Linked DNA regions of Arachis hypogaea: region 1 is linked to region 2. A link is a contact called in public Hi-C data. All regions are on one chromosome and are shown on one strand. Each heading gives the region's core, a stretch centred on a gene start, on an enhancer-like site or on the middle of the called end of the contact. The rest is flanking DNA. Distances are from core to core; before and after follow the strand shown.

Region 1 (3,189 bases), core at 434-2,933, 44 kb before region 2:
AACTGAAGCGATTACTGAACATTGGTTCGGAGAAGAAGCTGAAGGAAGCGATCGGAGTGGTGGACAATGTGGTCATGGAGATGATAGGGCAGAGGAAGAGAGAGATGGCAACGACGACAATAAATCAGACTTGCTGTCTAGATTCATGGGATCCATCGAAGACGATAACTAGTTGAGAGATATAGGCATTAGTTTTCTGAGTATGAATTGGTTGAGAACAAGTTGAGGGTTTTTTTCTTGTGAACATTAAATTTATAGAGTGTGCATTGTGTAGTTTGAAGTTACAGTGTTAAACTGTTAGTGTTATGCGAGATATGATAAAAATTGGGAGAGAATAGTGTCGTTTCCGAACAGATGAGATCAGGGACCATTTTGTCCCCTGTTAGAGTTGTCAGGGACTATTTTGTCCTCCGTTAGAGTTAACGGAGTAAAGGATCTAAGTGACTGACGAAATTAATTGTTAGAGACCAATCGAGTAATTAATTTTAATTGGGGACTAAAGTGTCTAGTCTAAAATTCTTTAAGGATCAAAATAAATATATACTCTAAAAATAATTTAAAAATGTGCAAAAAATATCTAATCATGATAAGAAACTTGCGCTACTAACGAAAAAGCGTTATGTAGCTCACTTACTAATATTAGAGTCTCACACTTATTACATAAGAAGCTCCTTTTGCCGTATTACTTTTTCCAGTTAACATAAAAAACTTTTTGTTCATGCATATGTATTTTTGTCACATTTTTAAATAATTTAAGTATATTTTTATCGATAACAAAATTTGAAAATATTTTTATCAATGATAAAATATTTTAAGTACATTTTTTGTAATTTATCCTTCAAGCATCCTAAAAATTGACATGAGCTAGCTATCACCTATCAATGGAAAATATTTCTGATGCACTTTAATTTCAACTCTCATCGAAATCGTCTAACGTTGAAGCTAAATAAAACCAAAAAAAAAAAAAAAAGAGTTTTGGCTCATGGAAGAGTGATTAATTTATCCTTTGATCACTATGTTGAAGGAGATTAATTAATTGAAGATAAATTATATCATGAATTCTTCTCTCCGTGTGGATCGATGTTTTACTTAAACTATCGGGAAAATAAAAGAACTAATAGAAGTCGTGCGTCCTTTTATATTCCTTCAAAGAAAGACACATGAGAGGTCGCAATTTAAAAATATTTTTGTTCTAACTCATTCCTAAATGTCTTTTCGAAATTCAAAGTAATAGAGAATGTGAGGAATGGATTATGAACTTCGAAAGGTTAAACATGTTATTTTATTCTTTTTCAACGTAACTTTAATGTAATTTCCACAAGAAAATTGCAAATTTTTGTATCTTTCTAACTTTTCACCATATCCACCGACCCAAAAGAAAGGGAGGGGGATATTAAAGAAATTTGAACTCCGTTCCTTTCATTTTATCCAATGTGGTTCTTTTTATATCCCGCTCATGCACATCAGACGTTGACTCAATTTTATTTTATTTTTTATCACAGTATATATTTTTGGTTAACGTTTTATTACAATTTTTATCCAGTTTTGTGGGTTTATTTTGCTACTGTTCATTTTCTTATTTTACTCTCTCTAATTTAATGGGCTCCTATTTTAGGCTTTTTATTTTTTTTTTTTGTAGAAGTACTCATATTTTAGGCTAACTACCGTCATATATACTTTTTCTTAGTTGGGCCCTTCTAAGCTACAGATTTAAAGTTTACTTGCGTGCGTTTTCGGCTTTTCCCATAGACCCATACCATTGCTGGACAAAAAGAAATAACATTGGATGAATTTACGCCAATGGAATTTGATTATAATTACAAATTTGTTTTATTATAAATATAAATTTGATTTATGGTCTTTGAGTGTTGTAATACCATTCTGTATTTATATTCAAAATGTCTAATGATAACTGATGTTGTTGTATTTATGTAGCATTGCATATTCATTGTCGTTGATACTCAATTACTCATGCACATAGGGAATTGAGGAAAATGAATTACCTCTACCTATGTCTCAGCTCGGACTTGAGTGCACTTATTTTGAGATGGAAAATCATCCATAAAAAATCAAACTGTTTTAACAAATTTCAGCTTATGAAAAATTCGACTATGATTCGTACGAATTGAGAAGATACAGTTGGCAGCTCATAATGTAAAGGAAAAGTATATGGAACCAACTCCAAATTAACCAAGAATGAAACAATTTAATTAATTATAAATATAGTCATTAGTTTTATTTATTTATGATTTAAAATATTGGTTATTAAATATTTCACCACATTCAAATTAAGAGGAGATATATTCAGTATCATTGCAACGTGATCCGTCTTTTTACCTTTCTTCTCTCTCTAAATGCTTAAAACATGATAAATAAAAAAACAGATTCAAAACCATCCAATTTACAAAAAAAAGAAACATCCTAATACTTAACATAAGTACCATCCACGTAGAGATTTTAGATTCACCCAAAGACATTTGATTGATTTTTTGCTGAAATCATCTTAATTCTCTAGCATTATTATAATGTAAATATTTGACTATAAAAAAAAACTTACTTTTCGACCATAAAAAGAGTCAGAACAAAGATAATTAAAGTCAAAGACATAATGGTTACATGACGAGTTAAGAATGATTAGGATAAAAATCAGATAAACTACACATAATTTAAATCCGAGCACAATGCAAAAATGTGAAGATTGAACATTAAGACAAGACAAGATGTGGGGAGTCCACTATGGAGAGTAAAATTCTTAAGGTCAAAGAAAGGTCATAATTTGGAAAAAAATCATAGTCAAGATAGAGTTAAACCTCAAAATGATCTATGAGATTGGCATTGTATATTAAAATCGTCCTGAGATTTCAATCGTACCAATTACGTTTTTGAAATTGAAAAAAGTGCACTATATTAGTCCCTAACCCATTTTCTATTAACGACGTGATGACATTGTTTGATGACGCGTGGACTGTAAGTGACACGTGGCACTTCATGATTTGGCCACGTACTTGTAATGGTATGATGATATGGTGACTAGTGACACGTGGTATGCTAACGTGGATGGTTGTGTCACGTGTCGCAACAGTATTCGTCCACGTATCGTCCAATATGTCATCATTGTAGATGCACCAAATTAGTCCCTCACTTTGCATTAAGTGACTCATTTTAGTCCCTGAAATTGAATATCGTGCA
Region 2 (3,226 bases), core at 271-2,770:
CAAATTCTAACTATTTTTTACTAATCCTTTGTTGTTATCAAATATTTTTATAATTATATATAATCTACTAAATAATTTCAGATATACACATTTTACATTTAAAAAAAAAAGGTTAATTAGTTTCTAAACTTTTGCTTAAAAAATTTGTCAATTACCCTAGGCTTATAATTACAATTAGGTTGTTAATTAACCATAACAATTAGATATATGTTCTCTATTTTTGTTTTCTTTCTCTCTCTTATGATTATTTAGATATAGTTTAGCATCATCAGTCTATGGTGATGACCATCAGTCTATGGTGGTGATGGTGGTTGTCACCGCTGGAGAAATCTTTTTGCAGTGGCCCTAAAGGGACACGTGGAACTCACAAACCCATCAACAAGGTGTAAGTATGTGTTCAACTCGTGACACGTAGCAACATTTGTGCTACCGAGATACGGAGAATTCTTGCTACATAGGCGCAACTCCTTTCCAACTTCAGCATACACCCACTGCGCTTCCTCCACCCTCTTCTGTATCCAACTCGGCAATCCTGCCACATGGATACCTCCTTCTTTTGCCATGTCATCATCAAACACGAAACCCGGAACCTTGGTGATAACATCCTCGGAGTTTACTATTCGCAAAACCTTTGTCCCCTGCTTCTCCAACTGTCGTCGGAACCTCCGGTCGCCAACTCGAGGCCCACCAAAAGAAATGACCGTCACCATGGGCAGTCTGGGAAAGGAGGTATTTATATCATATGCCGCCAGCGTAGCTAATGCCGCCCCTAGACTGTGGCCAGTGATGGTCAAACTTAAGGGTTCTCCAGCATAAGCTTGGAGAATCCTGACAATCTCTTGTTTGACCATCTGCTGCAAACTGAGGGTGGAAGGGTTGTCGGGGATGGAAGAAGAGTAGAGACTCAAGAAACCACTTTCCACCATGGCCCCACTACCATGACACCCCATAGTTTTTCCGTCCATGGGATTGCATGGTAGGTTGGTGAGTGTGGCACGCAAATTCTCTAGCCATTCCAAACATGTGGTTGTTCCTCTAAAAGCAATAACAACGTCACGCCGACCAAGTCTTTTGATCTCTTCTTTGTTGTCACAAACTGCGACATAACCAACGTAGCTTGATTGTGTTGCCACCCAACTCGGTGCTTTGTCGACCCAGTTCGGTAACTGAATGCCGGAAGTTGCACGGAGGTATTTGGTTACCTTGTACCCTGTGTTTGGTAAACCGCAACGCTCAAAAAGTGTTGTCTTTGGGAATCTACAGTTGGCATAGTTTGGAGAAGAAGGATCAAAGTCAAAGGACTTGTATGCAGCTTCAACGAAGTGACCGTACCGTAGGATTTCAGCACGTAGGTTATCATCTAACGGGTCTAACAAACCCTCCCAATTGCTCATTCCTTGGTACTCCTTCCATCTCTTACCAAGTTTATTTTGATAAGTTCCAATGCCAAATGAAGATGTTGATGGTGTTGATTCAAATGATGACGAAGAGAAACTATTGTGGTCTTCTAAATTGATCATTTTCTCTAAGTGTAATGTGGCTTGTTGATGAGTGTTTTGATTGGAAAGGCTTAAGTTGTTGTAAGTGGTTGGTTTAGTAGATGATGGATTATTATGGGTAGTTATGTAATTTACACAACGGGGTTTGAGAGTGTAGGATGAAGGAAGTGTTGTTGGTATTATATTTCTAAGACTCATTGTTTTGTTGTGGGAATATTATGGAGCATGATAGAGGATTGGGAAACACATAAAAGAGTATGAGAATGAGAAGCTAAGAGAGAATGTTCTAAATTATTACACGTTTGCTGAGTATGTAGTGCATGCAATAAGGGGGTTTTATAAGTGGCCAAAAAGGAAGGGGAAAAAAGTGCATTATTTTGTAGGGATGGGTATTGATGTAGTGGACCTTTATTTGTGGATGAGAAGTAATGATAGAAGCCAATGGCATTGATGAGATTCCAAGTTAGATATTAAAGTTTCCGATTTTGATTAAAGAGAAGGGATATTTCTAGTATTATTGTATGTTGCTTTTGTTTGTTTTTTTTTTTTTTTTTTTTTTGAATTAAAGGGAGCTCAACACAATAGAGTGGAGCAATGAAAGGAGCTACAAGATCATGAAAATATTAAATACAAAACAACTCCTAGTTATCTTTGGCATGGTCGTCAACAACCAAATGGTTCACCTCCAATCCATTCCTCGGCAAACGCAAATGACTTGTTTATAATTTCCTTCAAACTGGATGCGTGATTTCGGAACAACCTGTCATTCCTTTCTAGCCAGATTGTATTGTATGTTGCTTTTGTATATATTTTTTTATACATTTTTAAATTAAAAAATTATATATATAAAAAAGGACACAAAAAGAGGTATAAATTTATATTAATTTCTTTATCAATATTTTCTATTCTTTAAAAATAGATTTAGCAATAGTTTTTCTAAACGTTTTAGTTTTAAAATTGTTGAAGCTAAATATTTATGAATAGTGATAAATTTACAACTCGTTTTTTGTTAACGAGTGTCCAAAAAATACGAACCATTTAAATATATTAAAAAGGTGTAAGATTCTAAAATGTTGTTTAATGTATTTTATCTTTAAAAACTTAAAAATTTCACTTACTTCTTAATTAATTAATGCCTATTCACTTTAATATTAACAAAGAGTACGTTTGATTAAAACAAAATCTCGTTAGGTAAATTAAGGAGAAGAATAATATTAATATCGAATCAAATTGTGTCCTAAGCTTGGTTCTCCAAATATATAGTGTTGGAGTTGGTTGTAGTGTGGTGCGAGATCAAAAGAAATAAACGTCAAAATTTTCAGCCACCAATAACTTAGCACTTGATGAGTGTCGTTATCAATTATCCAAAGACTTTTCCTTACAAAGATATATAAGCCCACTGTCATGGAAGAAAATACATACAATATGAATCACACCCAACAGATTCGCGTAAAACACAGTCAATTGACTCTTAATTCTTACACGGTCATAAGTGTCGGTGATTATTTTCTACTATTATACTATTTTTTTTCTTTTAAAGATCTTATAATTAAAAGATAGTTCTTGACTTTATTTTAACAGAATATTTTTTTTATATTTTTTTAATAAATATCTTTTGAATGTTGAACACTATTTAATTAAATTATTTTTACAAATATTCTCTACATATAAGTCATTATTTTATACAAGTTCATATAAGTCTCTTTAACATAGTTCACCTTACGCGC

The links. A called contact is a pair of places that touch in the nucleus more often than the background predicts.
Region 1: a Hi-C map of leaf shows a contact between it and region 2, with 1.8 times the contacts expected there. The contact joins the enhancer-like site here to the promoter of LOC112743288 in region 2. A contact is called at or near these places in 2 of 8 Hi-C or Micro-C datasets (leaf and an unstated tissue).

The regions. Positions count from the first base shown.
Region 1 is chr14:135,518,340-135,521,528 of arahy.Tifrunner.gnm2.J5K5, reverse strand. No RefSeq gene overlaps it. Among protein-coding and RNA genes, the nearest start is that of LOC112743291, 14 kb to the left of the region's middle. Within about 2 kb of position 1,683, at least 2 of the 3 cell types and tissues checked have open chromatin away from gene starts, as enhancers often do.
Region 2 is chr14:135,473,703-135,476,928 of arahy.Tifrunner.gnm2.J5K5, reverse strand. It overlaps LOC112743288 (phospholipase A(1) DAD1, chloroplastic-like), which reads right to left and starts at 1,520. Exons shown (of 1, transcript XM_025792506.3): 1 at 315-1,520. The coding sequence starts at 1,520. The coding sequence ends at 315.